Linked DNA regions of Bombyx mori: region 1 is linked to region 2. The links are chromatin contacts, called in public Hi-C maps. All regions are on one chromosome and are shown on one strand. The core of a region is the stretch at or near the end of the contact, and the rest is flanking DNA. Distances in the headings are between cores, read along the strand shown.

The links. Hi-C and Micro-C count contacts between places; a contact is called where the count stands out from the background.
Region 1: a contact with region 2 is called in a Hi-C map of posterior silk gland, with 1.5 times the contacts expected there. The contact joins two enhancer-like sites. A contact is called at or near these places in 4 of 7 Hi-C or Micro-C datasets (middle silk gland, posterior silk gland and whole pupa).

What each region holds. Positions count from the first base shown.
Region 1 is chr16:2,013,895-2,018,774 of ASM3026992v2, forward strand. LOC101744565 (mucin-5AC) reads left to right here. Exons shown (of 31, transcript XM_038016529.2): 21 at 1,419-1,736; 22 at 2,891-3,242; 23 at 4,067-4,184; 24 at 4,854-4,880. Among protein-coding and RNA genes, the nearest start is that of LOC101744272, 27 kb to the right of the region's middle. Within about 2 kb of position 1,622, at least 5 of the 8 cell types and tissues checked have open chromatin away from gene starts, as enhancers often do.
Region 2 is chr16:1,977,156-1,982,152 of ASM3026992v2, forward strand. LOC101744565 (mucin-5AC) reads left to right here. Exons shown (of 31, transcript XM_038016529.2): 8 at 1,424-1,549; 9 at 2,743-2,950; 10 at 4,246-4,420. Among protein-coding and RNA genes, the nearest start is that of LOC101744272, 63 kb to the right of the region's middle. Within about 2 kb of position 2,921, at least 2 of the 8 cell types and tissues checked have open chromatin away from gene starts, as enhancers often do.

The sequences.
Region 1 (4,880 bases), core at 372-2,871, 35 kb after region 2:
AACAACTTTTTTACACCTAATTGTTCATGCAAGATTATTTGTATTTGACTTATGCCAATGTCTAAAGTTCCCTGAATTTCGCGGTATGTCACATGTCGATCTTCCTCAATCAGCTTACGCACAGCATCAACATTTTCTTGGTTGACTGCAGTTTTTGGACGACCTTACGGGGATCATCACTGAGCTTGACACGTCCACGTTGAAACTCAGCAAACCAGCGATAAATTGTGGTTTTGGATGGGGCTTCATCACCAAATGCAGAAATCATCCGGTCATCACACTGTTTTTGTGTTAAACCACTTCGAAAGTCATAATAAATCATCGCTCTTGAATTTTCTCGGGTCAATTCCATTTTCTCAACGACTAAACAAGTTTGACAAAACCTCGTGACAAGACCGAGAATCTTTTTTTAAATAAATAAATGGTATTCGATTTTTAAAACCAAGGAGTTTTCACTTAAAAAGATTTTAATATGACAGGAACAGTGGAAATATTCCATTCCCGATACTTTTAGTGCAGCCCTCGTATATCGACGCTTGAAAGACAAACGTGACTAAGCGACAATGCGTGAACTTTACAGTAGACTATTCTAAAGTTGAAATACCTGAAAAAAATTATATTTTAACGAATCTAGCTGTAGGATTGAAATTATTTTAATAGACCTAGAAATATATATATATTTTTTTGCGCATCGAATATGGTTATTGCCTATCATTTATGTACAAAGCAGTTATTGTCGCTTGGTCACGTTTGCCTTTCAAGAGTCGGTATATATATATTTATTGCTTTTACATGGGTGGATGAGCTTACAGCCCACCTGGTGTTAAGTGGTTACTGGAGCCCATAGACATCTACAACGTAAATGCGACACCCATCTTGAGATATAAGTTCTAAGGTCTCAGTATAGTTGCAACGGCTGCCCCACCCTTCAAACCGAAACGCATTACTGTTTCACGGCAGAAAATAGACGGGGTGCTGGCACCTACCCGCGCGGACTCAAAAAATTGTATATTGAGAATACGTTTGAGAATACATCTGTGATCCTGTCAGTCTAACGTCGATAGAGTAGTAAGTAGGACTCTGTGTGAAGACTAAACTAGAAAAGCATTGATTATTAATACTACAGAGAAATGGTGTTCCATAAAGTGTATGTTTCTTCTTTTGGTGTTTATTTTGTTTCATCCATTATCAGTTCTATGATTTGTATTTTATTGTCTCATAATAAAAATATAAAAAATACATACTTTAAAATTATTATTATTACTAATCGTCTATATTTGAAATACATTACCTATTATTATTAATCACCGTATATTCTTCGTAATAATAGATCGGTGGCTGCGTCTACAACTCTAGCCATCAGTAATTATCGATATAATCGAATACACAAATAAAATTTTCATGTTTTAATTCAACAGAACGCGTACAGAAATTCCGAATACGCTCAGTACAGAAGCGAAAGAGAATCTCCTAATCAATACAGCACTAAGAAGGTCATCATGAACTCCAGTGTGAGAGCCCTGAAGAACGTGACAAATCCGAAGGGGTCCATCACCCTGGGCACGCCGGTCGAGACCAGATACGAGCCCAAGGCCGGGTCCATCACGGCCGGCACGCCCGTCCACCCGCACCACCTGCACGACAAGAAGTTCGACCAGTACTACAAGAGGCGGAGCCCCGGCGGCGCCGCCTACTACGCCGCTCAGCCTCGGCCGCAGTCGCCCTCGTTCTCGCAGGTACTTACGGGTGGTCTATTACCTTAAATTAACGACAGAGTCAGCTGATTCTGGGCAGTTACCGGAACTCTAGGAGGTCACAACAAAGATGCTGGAAACTTACTTTGCTGGTGGTAGGACCTTTTGTGAGTCCGCGCGGGTAGGTACCACCACCCTGCCTCTTTCTGCCGCGAAGCAGTAATGCGTTTCGGTTTGAAGGGTGGGGCAGCTGTTGTAATTATACTGAGACCTTAGAACTTATATCTCAAGGTGCGTGGCGCATCTACGTTGTATATGTCTAAGGGCTCCAGTAAGCACTTAGCACCAGGTAGGCTGTGAGCTCGTCCATCCATCTCAGCATTAAAAAAAAACGTGAAAGGGGGCGGGATGTTTGAGTAATCCTAAAATATATGACGGATTGGCTGGTTTCGTGGTATTTTTAAAATGATGACGTCAGCGTCACTAATGCTATTATCCTCATCATTATCGTTGTCTTCCGTAGTGGTGGTGATTAAGACTAATTTTCTCAATGAATTCCATTTATTGCATTTCAAGTGTACAGCAATATCAACAGAGAGCTCCGCTCCGTTCGACTGCTCGAGTCGGAATGTTTTGTGGTTTTTTTTTTCTTTTTTTTTCTCCTACCTAAGCTGGTAGCCTTGAGAGGCTATTCCAGCGTAACCCTAACTAGTAGGTGAGCTCACGGGGCTCAAACCTGATGACGTTGCTAATACGAACCTTAGCAAGAGCAGTGTTTCGCAGAATCTACCACCGGATCGGAAACGCGACCCATTGAGAAGTTCCGGCGAGAAACTCAGTGGGCTGTGTCTGGGAGTTAATTTACTCGTCGAGCCCTGCGTCGCAAGCGACGGGTTCGACGAGAACGGTGACCGGTGCTTGAAGTACCTAGGAGCACCGTTAGTGGATCGGGAGGATCCGAGATGACGTGTTTTGGGCGACGTCGACTGCTTTCCATTCTGTTGTTTTGTGGGACAACAGTCACTCGTATTTATACTCGTAGTAGAATATTGGGAGTAGCTTAGTCATGAAATCCCTTGAATACCGTCTTAAACAATTGTAACGTTAAGGAAACAGTTATTTATAACTATTTTTAGTTAACTAAATAGTGATGTTGCGCCGAAATATATATTAAAATAAATGTTTCGTTTCCACAGTCCGGCAGCAGCTACGGCCGCAACCCTCACGTGCTGGAGCAGCGCTCGATCATAATGGCGGACTTCATCACCTCCCAGCAGATGCACGCCGGGGCCAGGCGGGAGCGGGCCGACAGCGACTACCCCGCACAGCATCCCGCCCAAACGCAACATCCTGCTCAACATCCTACCCAGCATCCGGCTCAGCATCCAGCTCAGCATCCGAACCAACATCCTGCCCAGCATCCTGCCCAGCATCCTACCCAGCATCCTACCCAACACGCCGCCCCGCACTACTCGCGGCGGGAGCCCGTGTCCGTCATCCAGCGTCACTCCGCGGGCCACGGGCTGTACCCTCACCACGCGCCGCCAGGTATCATCCATCAGCCACTCAGGGTCACTCGACTCACATTCAGTTAAATCTTTAACATACCCGATCATGTGGACAGAATGGTAAACAGTCGACGTCACCCTAAACACGTCATTACGGAACCTCCCGATCCATTAACGGTGCTTTTAGGTACCTCAAGCACCAGTCACTGTCCTCGTCGAACCCGTCGCTTGCGACGAAGGGCTCGACGAGTAAATTAACCCACAGACACAGCCCACTGAGTTTCTCGCCGGATCTTCTCAGTGGGTCGCGTTTCCGATCCGGCGGTAGATTCTGCGAAGCACGGCTCTTGCTAGGATCAGTGTTAGCTACACTCCGGCTTGAGCCCCGTGAGCTCACCTACTAGTTTGATGAACCTAGAAATAACCTCTCGAAGTTACTATTAAAATAGGTAGGAAAAAATAATTGATCTAAATCATTAATCTGCTTGTGAACTCTGCTCTGCGCGCGGAAACTCGCGCCAACTTCAGATATGATTTGAGGTTGGGGAAAACGGTCCACAAGCAAATTGTGAATAATTTCAATTTTAGATAATTGGTTTAATTGTGTTCTGGCATTATCCGTGTCCACCTTTTGCGTTAATGCCCACCGGCTGGATGGTTTTTGATTGACAGTTTCGTATCAACTGTCAATAAAAAAACACGTATGGTTTTATTGATTGAATAATCTTTTATAATCATGCATCATTATTTACATGTAAATAAAACAGGATCAGTAGAAAAAACTATTAAAAAAAACTCCATCTAAGTTTATCAATCCGAGTGGGTGACCTTGAAACAGTTGGTAATGCGATCGTGTACCTCCAGGGCACGAGGCGTTCACGTCGCTGGTGAACGTAGCGTCCGCGGCCACTGCGCTGCCCGTCCCGGGGGGCGAGCCCAAGCCCGACACCAAGACCCAGCACCACTCTTCGCACGACGTCAGGTATACAATACTACATAATAACCTACAAGCCTCTGTATCTATAGGGTCTCATATTATTTTTGAAAAATATGGTGTTGTTATAATATGCGTTAATACGAGACGTGCTTCGAGAATAGTCTGCGCATTGATCTAGAGCAGCCTTTCTCAAAGTGGGTGATAACGCCCCCTTGTAGGCGCTGCAGGCCTAGGGGGTCTTAAGAAAGAGATCCAGAAAAAAAGGGTTGTGTAGAGGCGTGGGAGGCGATTTTTAATTTTATCTAGGAGGACTTAGACATCGACTGAGCTCTCGCTATAGTGGTATTTAAGTAGGTGAAAAAATGGGGGCGCTAAAAATGATTTATTCTCAAAGAACCGGCTTGGAACCATGATGATGATTCTCAAAGTGGGCGGTAGACAAAATAAGTTTGGGAACCCCTGATCTAGAGTAACGTTACTGGGTGCCCCGGGATCGCCTATTCTACCTAAATCTACTATGAAGGCACCGTCTGCTTAGAGTCGGCTTTCTACGTCATACCTTAAGAGGTCCGGTGAGATTCACGGTTAATCTCTATGGGCCACTTAATAAGCATGATCTCTTCACCATATTTACAATTACAAAAAAGTCAAAGTTCAATTTTGTGCATTTTCCAACATTGACCTTGATGTAACAAATAGTCATTCGCATTTCAGATTACGAGAACTGGGAATGTCTCAGAA
Region 2 (4,997 bases), core at 1,671-4,170:
GGGTGGCGCATTTATGTTGTAGATGTCTATGGGCTCCAGTAACCACTTAACACCAGGTGGGCTGTGAGCTCGTCCACCCATCTAAGCAGAAAAAAGAAAAAAAAAATTGAACATTAACTATTTTCAAAAGCTTGTGCAGCAAAGGCTGTGCCAATGGACTTGTCACAACAACACAGCAAGCCAGTGTTAGCTTTAGAATGTCCTTATTGTTTAAACTCCCATTGCAGTCGTCGCAGTGAAATAAAATATTTATCAATTTTTTATCTGTATAAATGATGGGGTCTTACTATTTTGTTTATTGCTTTGACGGGTGAACAAGCGCACGGCGCATCTGTTGTTAAGAGGTTATCGCAACGTTAGAGATCAACAAATGCCGCCGTCTTGTTGGAGATATGAGTTCTAAATCTCAGTTATAAAGTACAATGATTGCTCCGCCCTTCAAACCGGATCGCGTTAGGTCCTGCTTCGCGGCAGAAATAGGCGGGGCGATGGTACCTCTGTGTACGGTCTCACAGTACGCCCTAAATAGTTCCTAGTTTCAAAGTTCCAAGTTTTTAATTCGTAAGTTTTTAATTCGAAAGTTTTATTTTTAATCGATTATATTATACTTGGCGTGATGCTCGACACGTAAACAGATAGTTAAAAACGGTATTTTGGGGTTTCTAGTCAACTAACTTGTTAGATGTATGGTTAGAAATGGGTAGTAGCTGTGTCCCTACAGCGTCTATCCTTACTGTGCTTATACTATAAAATTGTCCTGGCATAAACAAACATAACCTACATCAGTGAAGTGAAGTTCATTGGAACCAATCATAGCTGTGGTCCCGCATGTTCAGCCACCACTGATATAGTGATTCTGGTAATTCTTCGTCCCGGTAAAGGGACAGCAACCTCGTTTTAATTCCAGAGCCAGGGTCACGTTGTGGTGTCCGTAAGCCCTTGGACACAGCCCACTGAGTTTTTCGTCGGATATTCTCATTATTTATTTTTTATTGCGTAGATGGGTGGACGAGCTCACAGACATCTACAACGGAAATGCGCCACCCACCTTGAGATATAAGTTCTAAGGTTTCAAGTATAGTTACAACGGCTGCCCCACCCTTCGAATCGAAACTGCTTCACGGCAGAAATAGGCAGGGTGGTGCTACCTACCCGCGCGGACTCACAAGAGGTCCTACCACTAGTAAACTCAATGTGTCGCGTTTCCGATCCGGTGGTAGATTCTGCGAAGCACTGCTCTTGAAGCACTGTGTTAGCAACACTCCGGCTTGAGCCCCGAGAGCTCACCTACACGTCAAGGAGAAGCTGAAATAGCCTCTCAAGGCTCTCAGCATAGGTAGGAAAAGACAAAGGTGTCCAGAACTTCGGAACCACTAGCGATCGCAGCATGAGACTTAGGCCAATACAAACTTTCATTTTGCAGAGAGAAGATGTATTAGCAGATGAGTACACGAAGCGAGCGGCTGAGTGGGCGCGAAGGGTCGAAAGAATCGAGCAGAGTCAAAAGAGGAAAGCGAAAGACGCGAAGAACAGGGAATTCTTCGAGAAGGTAACTATTACTAGAGGATGACCGAGCTTTGCTTGGGATTTCTTTTTCTTTTTTTTTGATAAATTGTGTTTTTTAGAAATTACTAGCTGTACCCGTCCGCTTCGTTGGGCATTTAAAATTAACATTATTATTTCTCACCCTCACAAAGATTCTCATCATTAACGCCCCCGCAACTGGTGTAGGGAGTCCAATACTCATATAAATATTAGCCTATCCATTGAGTACATGTATTTTCTACATGGATACCAAGTTTCAAGTCAGTCGGATGCATGGTTCAGTAGTTATAACAGAACATCCGTAAAAACCACTGTAGATTTATATATTAGTATAGATGTATATACAAGAATTGCCCGTTTAAAGATATAAGATTTATACGCTGCAGCTCCGCCGATGGTGTTAAATCACGCTTATTACCATCGCACTCCCCATCACCATATAGAAGGAACCAAAGAGTATCCAGATAACCGTCACTATACAATGAAATATCTTTTATTACATTTTGTAAAAGCTGTGAGTAATTTGTAAAGTGACAGCGAAATTAACTTTTTAAAAATCGGGCAGGCTTGCGTGTGCCTTGACAGATGTTCTCCATAGCTCGCGAACTGAAGGTTGACGCACGCGCTCGTTAAGTGGGGATTTTGGTAAGGTCTTTCACTTGATCAGTCCAGCGCATGGAGCTTCGTCCACGAGATCTTGTACCAGAGACATCCAGATTCAAATAAGTTATTTTTTAAAGTTGGTTTGCGGTCTGGAATCGCGGCGTTCATCGACAGTGCGTTTCCAGAGGTCTTTTTTAAAATAAAACAACGTGATTCAAACTGTAACGGGAAGCGAATGACCGAGCTTTAATAAATCGAATGAAATGAAACAGATTAGTTATTATAACTAAGTATCAGGAGATATCACCAGTAGCATCTGTATTTTGATATATTTACAACATTTTTTACCACATATCATCCGGCTATGGAATGAGCTCCCCTCTACGGTGTTTCCCGAGCTCTATGACATGTCCTTCTTTAAAAGAGGCTTGTGGAGAGTATTATGCGGTAGGCAACGGCCTGGCTCTGCCTCTGGCATTGCTGAGGTCCATGGGTGATGGTAACCAATCACCATCAGGTGGGCCGTACGCTCGTTTGCCTGCAAGGGCAATAAAAAAAAAATGCAGTATACCAAACGTTTTTATAACGATCCAGGTGTTTCCCGAGCTGAGGAAGCAGCGCGAGGAACGCGAGAGGTTCCACCGGCTCGGAGCCAGGGTGAAGTCCGAGGCGGAGCTGGAGGAGTTGGCGGATGGCTTGCACGAGCAGGAGCATGAGGACAAGAAGATGAGGGCGCTCACCGTGGTGCCGCCGCTCCGCCGGGACCCGCTCGACACCACGCCGATCTACCTGGACACCAACAGTTAGTGTCGACTCTCCAGACTTTACCTACGCTTTAAGTATAGGTAGGCAGCGGCTTGGCTCTGCCCCTGGGCATTGCTGACGTCCATGAGCGACGGTAACCACTTACCATCAGGTGGGTCGTATGCCCGTCTGCCTGCTCGGGCAATAAAATAAAAGTATAGGGATGAATCCGGTATTCAAGTCGTCGTGGCCTAAAGGATAAGACGTCCGGTGCATTCGTATGTAGCGATGCACCGGTGTTCGAATCCCGCAGGCGGGTACCAATTTTTCTAGTGAAATACGTACTTAACGTTCACGATTGATTTCCACGCTGAAGGAATAACGTCATCGTGTAATAAAAATCAAACCCGCAACATTATAAACCGCGCGAGTAGGTACCAACACCCGCCTATTTCTGCCGTGAAGCAGTAATGCGTTTCGGCTTGACGGGTGGGGCAGCGCAAAGCCGCGGTCGCCCGAAACATGTCTTGTCATCCCCCGGATTCACTCTCGGTGCACATAGGAACCTCAAGCACTGGTCGCCGTCACTTCGCCATTCGACTAACTAACTAACCCATCGCCACCGGATCTTCTCAGTGGGTCGCGTGTCCGATCCGGTGGTAGATTCTGCGAAGAACTGCTCTCGCTACGGCTAGTGTTAGCAAATTCACTCAGGTTGAGCCCGTGAGCTCACCCACTCGTCTGCGAGAAGTTGATACAGTTCCTTAAGTTACCAGCCAATAGGTATTTATTTATTTATTGCATAGATGGGTGGACGAACTCACAGCCCACCTGGTGTTAAGTGGTTACCGGAGCCCATAGACATCTACATCGTAAATACCGCCACCCAACTTGAGATATGAGTTCTAAGATCTCAGTCTAGTTACAACAGCTGCCCGGCCTTTAAATCCGAAACGCATTACTGCTTCACGGCCGAAATAGGCAGGGTGGTGGCACCTACCCGTGCGGACTCACAAGTGGTCCTACCACCAGTAATAAATTACCTGTTAGGATTTGGTGCGGTAAAATCATGAAGTTACCTCGCACGGATAGGTACCACCATACCGCCTATTTCTGTCGCGAAACAGTCATACATTCCGTTCGGAAGGGCACAGGACAGATGATACGTAATACAATTCAAATCTCGACCTCATGCCTCATGTCTCAAGCGTTGTTTTCATAAAAGTTTAATTGTTTGAAAACATAAGAATATTCCGATCATCATCAAAGATGCTTGAATGAATGTGCCCAAAAACAAGTGTTATACCATAAAGCCATGCCGATGATTGAACATGTCCAATAACCCGAATTTAGCCTTGATCCCGGGAAGGTGTCTCGACATGAAGTCGGAGCACAAGGAGCTACAGCTCCGCAACATCTGGTCGCAGAACGAGAGGGAGCTCTTCAGGGAGAAGTACCTTCAGCACCCCAAGAACTTCGGAACGATAGCCTCGTTCTTACCCAGGAAGAATGTCAGAGACTGCGTAAGGTTAGTGCGTTGGCTATTCTAAATAGAGAACCGGGAAAATGTACATACAATCTTTGCGAAGCTCGTCTGCACGCAACGCATTACGTGTGACGTCATTTGGGGCTAATAATAATGAGCTAATCGTAGATCGTGCACTAATTGTATATAACCCTTAGCCTCATATGACATCACGCACTGTCATTGGCATTGAGTTTGGTCTGAGATCAGGGCTCGTATAGTGTTTTTTTTTTTAGCTAAGATGGGTGTAAGAGCTCACAGCCCACCTGGTGTTAAGTGGTTACTGGAGCCTATGGACATCTAGAACGTAAATGCGCCACCCACCTTGAGATATAAGTTCTAAAATCTCAGTACAGTTACAACGGCTGTCCCACCCTTCAAACCGAAACGCGTTACTGCTTCACGGCAGAAATAGGCGGGGCGGTGGTACCTACCAGCGTGGAATCACAAGAGGTCCTACCACCAGTAAAAAACATTACGCATTTGCATTACGGGTGACCTCATTTGGGGCTAACACATGTGATAAGCTAATCGTTGATCGTACCCTAATTGTATATAACCCTTAGCCACATATGACATC